Linked DNA regions of Ovis aries: region 2 is linked to region 1. Evidence: chromatin contacts called from public Hi-C data. All regions are on one chromosome and are shown on one strand. Each heading gives the region's core, a stretch centred on a gene start, on an enhancer-like site or on the middle of the called end of the contact. The rest is flanking DNA. Distances are from core to core; before and after follow the strand shown. Region 1 holds the start of ARL6IP1 (ADP ribosylation factor like GTPase 6 interacting protein 1). Region 2 overlaps SMG1 (SMG1 nonsense mediated mRNA decay associated PI3K related kinase).

What was found. Hi-C and Micro-C count contacts between places; a contact is called where the count stands out from the background.
Region 2: a contact with region 1 is called in a Hi-C map of liver, with 2.3 times the contacts expected there. The contact joins the enhancer-like site here to the promoter of ARL6IP1 in region 1. A contact is called at or near these places in 2 of 16 Hi-C or Micro-C datasets (blood and liver).

The regions. Positions count from the first base shown.
Region 1 is chr24:16,928,654-16,933,189 of ARS-UI_Ramb_v3.0, forward strand. It overlaps ARL6IP1 (ADP ribosylation factor like GTPase 6 interacting protein 1), which reads right to left and starts at 3,219. Exons shown (of 6, transcript NM_001162557.1): 1 at 3,184-3,219; 2 at 1,399-1,532; 3 at 825-944. The coding sequence starts at 3,219.
Region 2 is chr24:17,015,011-17,019,636 of ARS-UI_Ramb_v3.0, forward strand. The region is part of intron 1 of SMG1 (SMG1 nonsense mediated mRNA decay associated PI3K related kinase); the gene reads right to left. Among named protein-coding and RNA genes, the nearest start is that of SMG1, 17 kb to the right of the region's middle. Within about 2 kb of position 1,856, at least 1 of the 54 cell types and tissues checked has an H3K27ac peak or open chromatin away from gene starts, as enhancers often do. A contact at or near this core is called in liver, where this site is marked.

The sequences.
Region 1 (4,536 bases), core at 1,969-4,468:
AACAAAAAACTATAGGCACAAGTAGATTACTAATCAAATTAAAATAAACAACCAAGGGAGAAAAACAATCCCATTCCTCTATCTAGTTTTGTTCACTATTTGAATCAAAAGTGAGGAATCCAACATCCCAGAGGAAAGTTAAGCAATACTTTAATAGGATCCAAAGCCACTTAACCTTATCTTGGGAACCCACAAGTAACTCGTTCAAAGAATGGTATAAATGAAATAAACAACCCACTTCTGTATAAGCTTGAATCTATTCTTAAGCACTTTTGCTAACCATACTGCACTGTCTCAATGTCTTAGCCTGAAACACAAGATAAATCTTAAAAATCAAAATACTTCACGGCACCCAAAAGAGTGCACGTAACATAAAAGCAGACATTCTATGAACAGTCGCTAAATGCACAGGCAAGAAAAAAACTATGTTTACTGTTTTGAATTATTCCTAAGTTACTTATGAAATTAGTATTACCTTAAATATCAATGGTAAAAAATGTAAAGCAGACATACTATGGAAAGCTCATTATGAGTTCTGCAATCACTGAAAAATCATTACCAAAAAAAGCCTCACTTCAATAAAAAGGTCTAGAAAGAAAAAAGTCAAAATAAATGCTAGAGTATAAAAGAACTATGGAGATATAAGTACTGGAAATTCACGATTTATATGTGAATCAGCTAAAAAGTTCTTTACATCAAACAGTAAGTCTAATCCCTAGCTGTTAATTAAGGCAGCTCTCTGTGTGTGATTATAGCACCCTAGTCACAGTTATCAGGTTCGCAACTTCTCAGAAATTTGAATGCCACATCATTATGCCACCTACCATTTATTGGAGCCAAAAATTCTAGGTGCTAGAATGGGAACAAGGTAGTCAGCCAAGCACAAAAACATAACAAAACAGGAAACACCAGATAGAACAGATGGATCTAGATAGTAGATAGTCCTGTTTAAAAAAAAAAAGTAACAAAGGTTAGAAAAATATGGTCTTTATCAGTGCTAGCTGAAGACGTTTATTCAGTTAGTCCTCTGGTTCTCAAAAGATGTTATCTGCCCTTCCTATTCTCATTTTCTCACAAGTGGTTTTCCAGAAGTTTTGTGACATGATGACATCCCAGCCATAACGGTTAACGTAAACATCAAGAGGCAAAAGCCCTTTGGGGTCCTCAACACCTTCTAGGAGTGTAAACAGTCCTAAGTTTGAACCACAGATTTATTTCACTGCACCGGTTACTGACTTTACATAGTACTATGGATTCTGAAAACCAGGCAGGCGGCTCTAAGGCAAGGCATTTTTTTACAGATTTTAAAATTACAAGACTTCAGGCACTTCCATAAATGAAACCTGAACCATTATTAGTAACAAGCATAAATCTATTGTAATTTAATAGCTCACTTACAGAAACACCAAAGAAACCACACCCATAATGGCAGGTGGAAACCAGGCTCTTTCCCATCGGAGGATTTTATCTGCCATCAGCATCACTTCTCCCCATCCTTGCAGCTGCTCTTCCAGACTTGCAGTCTCTGCAGCCTACATATGAGCAACGTTTAAAGCAATCATTTTACTAATCTCAACATTTCTGTGACTCCTAGAGATACCAAAGTCAGAAACCAATGGGGGGAAAATTATCATGTAACGGTCACTTTCCAAGCCCAAGCACTGGGGTTATGTAACATAATCCTTATAAGACCCCTTAAGATAGGGATAATCAGACCCATTTACAATTAAAGTGAGTTCAGAATGGTTATTTTCCCAAAACCATGCACTGCTAACTGTAGGCTTCCCTGGTGGCTCAGACGGTTAATCATCTGTCTACAATGCGGGAGACCTGGGTTCGATCCCTGGGTCGGGAAGATTCTCTGAAGAAGGAAATGGCAACCCATTCCAGCACTCTTGCCTAGAAAATCCCATGGATGCAGTAGCTTGGTGCAGGCTACTCCGTCCATGGGATCGCAAACAGTCGGACACGACTGAGCGACTTCACTTCACTATGCACTGCTAAGTGGCACTGCTCCAAGTATAAAATAAGATCACTTGAAGTTTGCTCATTTCAGGTTGTTACAATCGATCTGTTCTTTGGTCATTTCATTGATTTAACCCCCTACTCCTGAATACATGAGGAAAGCCTCTCCCTGAACAGCATTCATTTCCAAAATAGCTCTTGGTGTACTAGAATCATCTGTATATTGGCATCACTTGCACAAGTAAGGAAAACTACTGTGCTTTCTTCGAATTATAAGACTTATTAAGCCCAATATATCTCAATAAAATGCTCCTTACACTTATCAGGATGCTTTGGTTAGATGTCAAATTTCTCTGCAAATCTGACAATCAGCTGCAAGCAGACTTCTCAGATGAGCTAAGCAGACTTCTCAGATGAGCTAATGTGGCAAAAAACCTTTAAGTTGATTTTGTTTTTTGTTGTTGTTTGGTTGGTTTTTTTCGTTGCATGTAAGCTAAGTTTCGGAGACAGCAATGGCACCCCATTCGGGCTGAGGTTATAATTGTCTGCCTTTGATACAAGCTCACTGCAGTTCCCTTCGACCCCTGCTTACTCTAAAATCGTCCTGTGACACCCCCTCCCAGTCTTAGAAGTTCCAGACAAACGCCAGGAACCTCCCATTGTCCTTCCAGCTGGATCCCACCTCCATTTTCCAGCCGTGAGCTCGAAGCCTCCCTGCCGTTTTAAGCCGTGCCAGGCTCTAACAGAAACGCTCGGGAAGAGCCCTTTGACCCTCCACTCCTGCCCAAGCATTAGGGTAAAGGGCGAAGGGACATTCTGGTTAAGATCAAGGAAGGGGAGACACAGATACGGCTGGAGTCTGGGCCCCAAAAGCGCTCGACAGGCCCCTCGCGGCTCTCTGCCACTGACTGCAACCCAGACTGGTCACAGCCCCCTTCTCCAGCTTCCTCCTCTATTCGCAGTGAATGATCACGCGCCCTCCTCGCTCCATCGCGCACCTTCCCCAAGGGGGTGTTAGGAGACGCCACGACTAGTCACTGTCAAGCAGAGGTTAACCAAGAAGCCAAAAGGGCAAGCGTCATCGCCTACACCAGGGAAGGGAGCGGAGGGCCGGGCCCGCCGCGGGTGATAAGAACAAGGCCGCAGCTCAGTCCCACGGAGCACACCAAAGTCCGGAGGCTCCACTCGGTCCTCTGGCGACTAGTCGCTGGGACTCACCAGCAGATTGGTGCTGCGATTATCTCCTTCCGCCATAGTTCTCGAGGTGTGCCGTCTCAGCGAGCACAGGACGAAACCACAACAAATCCTCCACAGACTCCCTCGCCGCACCCCTAGCGCGAGGATACGCCCCGCAGCCCTCTTATATAGGCCGGCTGCCTTTCCCGACAGACCCTGCGAAGCTCGTTCCTCATTGGACAAATCGAGATCAAGCTTGAACAGGTCGGACCAACCGCTGCCCAGCGCATGACTTGAAACCGAGGTCAAAGGAGAGAAACCTCGCCAGTGCCCCGGGGGCGGGGCCATGGGATGGCCAATCAGCGCCCAGTAGGTGACAACGCCCCGCCCAGGCCTCTCCTAAGCGGTTCAACGGCCGCTCCCGGGGGCCTGGCCTGGCTTCAGTATTCCTAAGGCGGGCCGCCAGGTGGCTCTCGGACGATCTTCCAGTGGACTTCAAAGCAGCTAAGCATGCTCTCTGGAATTGAGTCCTTAAGGAAATATGCCACGCAGTATCAGGCGGAGGGCAGAGATGGGCATGTGACAGTAACCTCCTTAAGGGGGCGGGCTGGGATCTTCTCCCAGATCCAGCGGGTGGCCCTGGGCCTGGCTGTTCCCCGAGTTGGACCCACATTTCTTCTAATCCCTGCTCTGGCAGCCCTCGTCAGGCTGCTGAGCAGTTTAGCCTAGATTTGTGACTTGGAGACTCGTGCCCATCTCATGAGCTTTGTGGACAAGGGAAAAGGGCATAAATTCTAGGTTTTCTGTAATTTTCCTCCCCTACTCATTAGGAATAAGGTCTTAGATGGACGGGCGGGGGGCGGCAGAGGGGGTGTGGACATCTGGGCAGAGTTTGAGAGCTTGTGAAAAATGCACTTTATAAAACTGGTTCATTTTCGTGGGTTCTTTGGGAAAGTTCTTAATAGAACACCTCACTTGAAACCGCATGTTCCCCCTCCAAAAAGGGGCTGGTTTTGACAGATCCTTTCATATAAGGAAAGATGTAAACCATCTTGAGTGGAATTCATTGCAATTTAAGAACTAGATGATCAATGTGAGACACATTTTCTCTCCAGGATTTCAAAATGCATTAACGTTTTCATTACTCAACACAAAATAATGCCAAATGTTGACCTTTCAGATATCTCTTTCAGAAAAACATGCCATAGCTTTCAACTTCCAGTCTTTTATCCTTTTGCAGTCATCTATATTATGCCATCGTTTATTTTAAAAACGTTCCTTAAATAACTACCAGGTTCATAAAAAGTTCAGGGAAGGCATAAAGAAATGTGAGCCAACACAGCTACAGACCACATGCTGCCCCTAAGAAAACTAGGGGGACAGAAGCATTGTGAA
Region 2 (4,626 bases), core at 606-3,105, 85 kb after region 1:
TGTTGAACTTGGCCATTTGATATTGGAAAACATTCTTAAATGTAGTTATGTTATACATCATTTTAAAGCACATTTCTCGCTTTATGATTTTTTGCTAATGACTTAATATTAGCTGTTTCAGCTCAGTTCAGTTGTTCAGTCATGTCTGAGTCTTTGCAACCCCACGGACTGCAGCACACCAGGCTTCCCAGTCTATCAACAACTCCCGGAACTTGCTCAAACTCATGTCCATCAAGTCGGTGATGCCATCCAATCATCTCATCCTCTGTCATCCCCTTCTCCTCCTGCCTTCAATCTTTCCCAGCGTCAGGGTCTTTTCCAATGAGCCAGTACTTCGCATCAAGTGGCCAAAGTAGACACAAACTAGCTGTTTATACTTATTTTAGACTAGGGAAATGATGTTAGACAAAAAGCAAATTCAAGTGATTTTCTTATTCGAGTTCAAAATGTGCCATAAAGCAGCGGAGGCATCCCAACATCAACACATTTGGCCCAGGAACTGCTAATGAACAAATAGTGCAGTGGTGGTTCAAAACTTTTGCAAAGGAGACCAGAGCCTTGAAGAGGAAAAGTGCAATGGCCAGCCACCAGAAGTTGACAAAGAACCACTCAGAAAATCATCAAAGCTCATCCTCTTACAACTACACAAGAAGTTGCCAAAGAACTCAACATTGACCATTCTACGGTCATTGGCATTTGAAGCAAATTGGAAAGGTGAAAAAGCTCAATAAGTGGGTGTCGCATAAGCTGACCAAAGATTTTTTTAAAACTGTCATTTTGAAGTGTCATCTTTTATTCTACGCAACAATGAACCATTTCTCAATCGGATTGGGACGTGTGATGCAAAGTGGATTTTATACGACAACCAGCAATGACCTGCTTAGTGGCTGAACCTAGAGAAAGCTCCAAAGCACTTTCCAAAGCCAAACATGAACCAAAAAATGTCATGGTCACCGCTTGGTGGTCTGCTGCAAGTGTGATCCACTACAGTTTTCTGAATCCCAGCAAAACCATTGTATCTGAGAGTACACTCAGCAAATTGATGAGATGCACCAAATACCGCAACGCCTGCAGCCAGCATCGGGCAACAGAAAGGATCCACTTCTTCTCCATCACATCTGACCGCATGTTGCACAACCAACACTTCAAACGTTGAATGAATTAGGCTATGAGGTTTTGCCTCATCCGCCATCTTCATCTAACCTCTCACCAACCAACTACCACTTTCTTCAAGCATCTCAACAACTTTTTGCAGGGAAAATGTTTCCACAACCAGCAGGAGGCAGAAAATGCTTTCCAAGAGTTCATCAAATCCCAAATTTTAACACTACAGGAATAAACAAACATTTCTCATTGGCAAAAACGTGTTGATTGCAATGGTTCCTATTTTGGTAAATAAAGATGTGTCTGAGCCTAGTCATAATGATTTAAAATTCACAGTCTGCAACTGTAATTACATTTACACCTACCTAATAGTATGTTTTCCACCTCTAGTTCTCACCTCTATTCCATTTCTCCCCACTTACAACAAAGACAATTCTAATAAAACACAAACGTTTGTCCTCCCACTGCCATCTTCATCTTACGGTCCTTACTTCCCTCTTCAGCTAACTCTCCACACTGTCGTAACGCTTTTACCTTCTGTGCCCCACTCATCCCATTCTTTCAGTGCCCCGTCCACCTTGCTAAGCCTGTCTGCATGGAACAGCCTTCTCCTTGGCCCTCATTAATCTCTCAATGTCCTTTAAACTATAGCTTTCCTTTGCAAAGTTTCTGATTCCCCTGACGCTGACTAGGAATCCCTGTTACGTAAGTACTACCCGAAACCTAACAGTTCCTTAACTCTTACACCATTGGAGCAGCTTATTTAACTGTGTTCTGCCAGGAGACTGTAAAGTCCAGAAGGGCAGGAGCCTGTCAGTGTTGCTTATCCCTGTATTCCCATTGCCTAGAGAGCAAAAAATTATTTCTTATGACTGCCTCTTCTCACAATCAAGGTCTTTCTCTTTACTCTAGAGTGCAGTCCCCTAACTTAACCCAACACTAATTTTTCTTCAAGATTCAACCTAGAACCCATACTCCCTCTCCTATATATTCTATTAAAAATCAACAATGTTTTCTTGGTTATTTTCTACAAGAGCACTAATTAAGAGTAATAACTCCAAAAGATGAACTAAATAAGATAATCCCAACCCTCTAAGAATTTACAATCTAGAAAGAAAAGAACTGTTAGTATAAATTCCAATTAAGAATATAAAATATTCTGTGATTTGAGAGAGAAAAAAATCCTATGATTCAGTACTTTCTTTAAACTCTTACAGCACTTAGAGTATCACCCTAGCTTGCACTTTAGTAGTTCAATACTAGCTTCAATTTGTTCACTAGTTTGAGATGTCAGCATTGAAGGCAGATGTACAATATTATCTAACACCACACACCTTCCATAGGGAAGGAGAACAGCATGATGCTGCAAGGAGAGTGGAGCGAAACTAGAAGATGGCCTTGGATCAAAATCCATCATGATTATTTAAGCAAAAACTTTGTCTTGTAACACAAAAAAGAACCCAGTAACAGAAAGGGATGGATTCAGTAATTCATTTAAATGAATTCTAAATTTTTAAAATCTACTTAATATGCATATTACAAGTCTCATTTTTGTGCAAAGCATACTATCAAGTGAAAAGACCACTCACAAAACCAGAGAAAATACCTGCAAATCATGTATCTCTTAAAGAGTCTAGTATACAAAGAACTCCTATAACTAAGCAAGAAAACATTCAAATTTAAAAATGGGCAAAAGACCTGAATAGATACACGTCTCCAAAGATATACATATGGCCAATTAGCACATGAAAACTTGCTCAATTTCACTGGCAAATGCGTGCTAAATCACTTCAATTGTGTCTGACTCTTTGCGACCCTACGGGCGGTAGACCACCAGGCTTCTCTGTCGAAATTTCCCAGGCAAGAACACTGGAGTGGGTTGCCATTCCCTTCTCCAGGGGATCTTCCTGATCCAGGGATCAAAACCAAGCCTCTTATGTCTCCTGCATTGGAAAGTGGGTTCTTTTAACACTAGCGCCACCTGGAGGAAAATGCAAATCAAAACAACAGAGAGAAAGCACCCATTAGAAGAGCAAAAAAATCTGTTAATGGTAAATAACTAATGTTGTGAGAGCTGGAAAATTTGGAGCCCCCATACATTACTTATGAGAATGTAAAATGCTAGAAACCACGTCAGAAACAGTTTGGCATTTCCTCAAAGAGTTAAACAGAGAACTATCACATGATTCAGCAAATTGACTCCAACTGACTCCCAAGTATATGCCCCAAAGAACTGAAAAACGTTCAAACAAAAACTTACACATCAATGTCCACCACAACACTATTTACAGTAGCAAAAAGGCAGAAACTCAAATACACATCAAACAATGAATGGATAAACAAAATGTGTAAATCTATACAATGGAAGATTACTCAGCCATACCTACTACAACATGGATGACCCTTGAAAATGTTATACTAAGTCAAAGAGGTCTGAGATAAAAGGCTACATATTACATGATTCCATTTATATGACATATCCAGAATAGACAAATCCATAAAGAAAGTAGATTTGTGGTTGCAAGGGGCTGGGAAGAGGGGAAAATTGGGAGTGACTGCTTAATTGGTACTGGGTTTCAATCTGGGGTGACAAGAAGCTCTGGAACTAGATGTTGGTCACAGCTGCACACACTGTGAATGTACTTAATACCAATGAATTGGAAAATGGTGAAGGTTATGTGTATTTTACCACAATTTTTTCAAAACTTATTTATAACATTCTTGAAAAGACAAAATTATGGGGGAGGGGCGGGGAGACCAGTCGTTATCAAGGACTAGGAGAAGTTGACTATAAAAGGGAACAAGGAAACTTGGGGGTGCAGGGTGGAGGGGATGATGGAACTATTGATAGCTTGACTGTGGTGGTCATTTTTTTTTTTCTTTACAGTATTTTCTTTACATATTTCTTTAAAGATATAAAAATAAGTAAAAGACCATCAGGCTTCCCAGGTGGCACAGTGGTAAAGAATCCACCTCCCAATGCAGGAGATAAAAGAGATGTGGGTTTCATCCCTGGGTTGGGAAGATCCCCTGGAGGAGGAAATGGCAACCCACTCCAGTATCCTTGACTAGAAAATTCCATGGACAGAGGAGCCTGGTAGGCTCCAGTCCATGGGGTCACACAGAATCAGACACCACTGAGCAACTGAGCACACAAAAGGCCACTGATTTTTAATAATTTGATATTTCATGTTTTTCATTGCCTACCAAATTTAGTAGTCATTTTCAATGGGGCTTCCCCGGTAGCTCAGAGGGTAAAGCGTCTGCCTACAATGCGGGAGACTCAGGTTCAATCCCTGGGTCGGGAAGATCCCTTGGAGAAGGACATGGCAACCCACTCCAGTACTCTTGCCTGGAAAATCCCATGGACTGAAGAGCCTGGTAGGCTACAGTCCATGGGGTTGCAAAGAGTCAGACACAACTGAGTGACTTCACTTCTTCTTCTTCTTCAATGGAAAAGCAAAAATGTAACACTGGATACTCTCCAGTGAAATCAAAGACTGTTAGTGTCTGAATTTACCA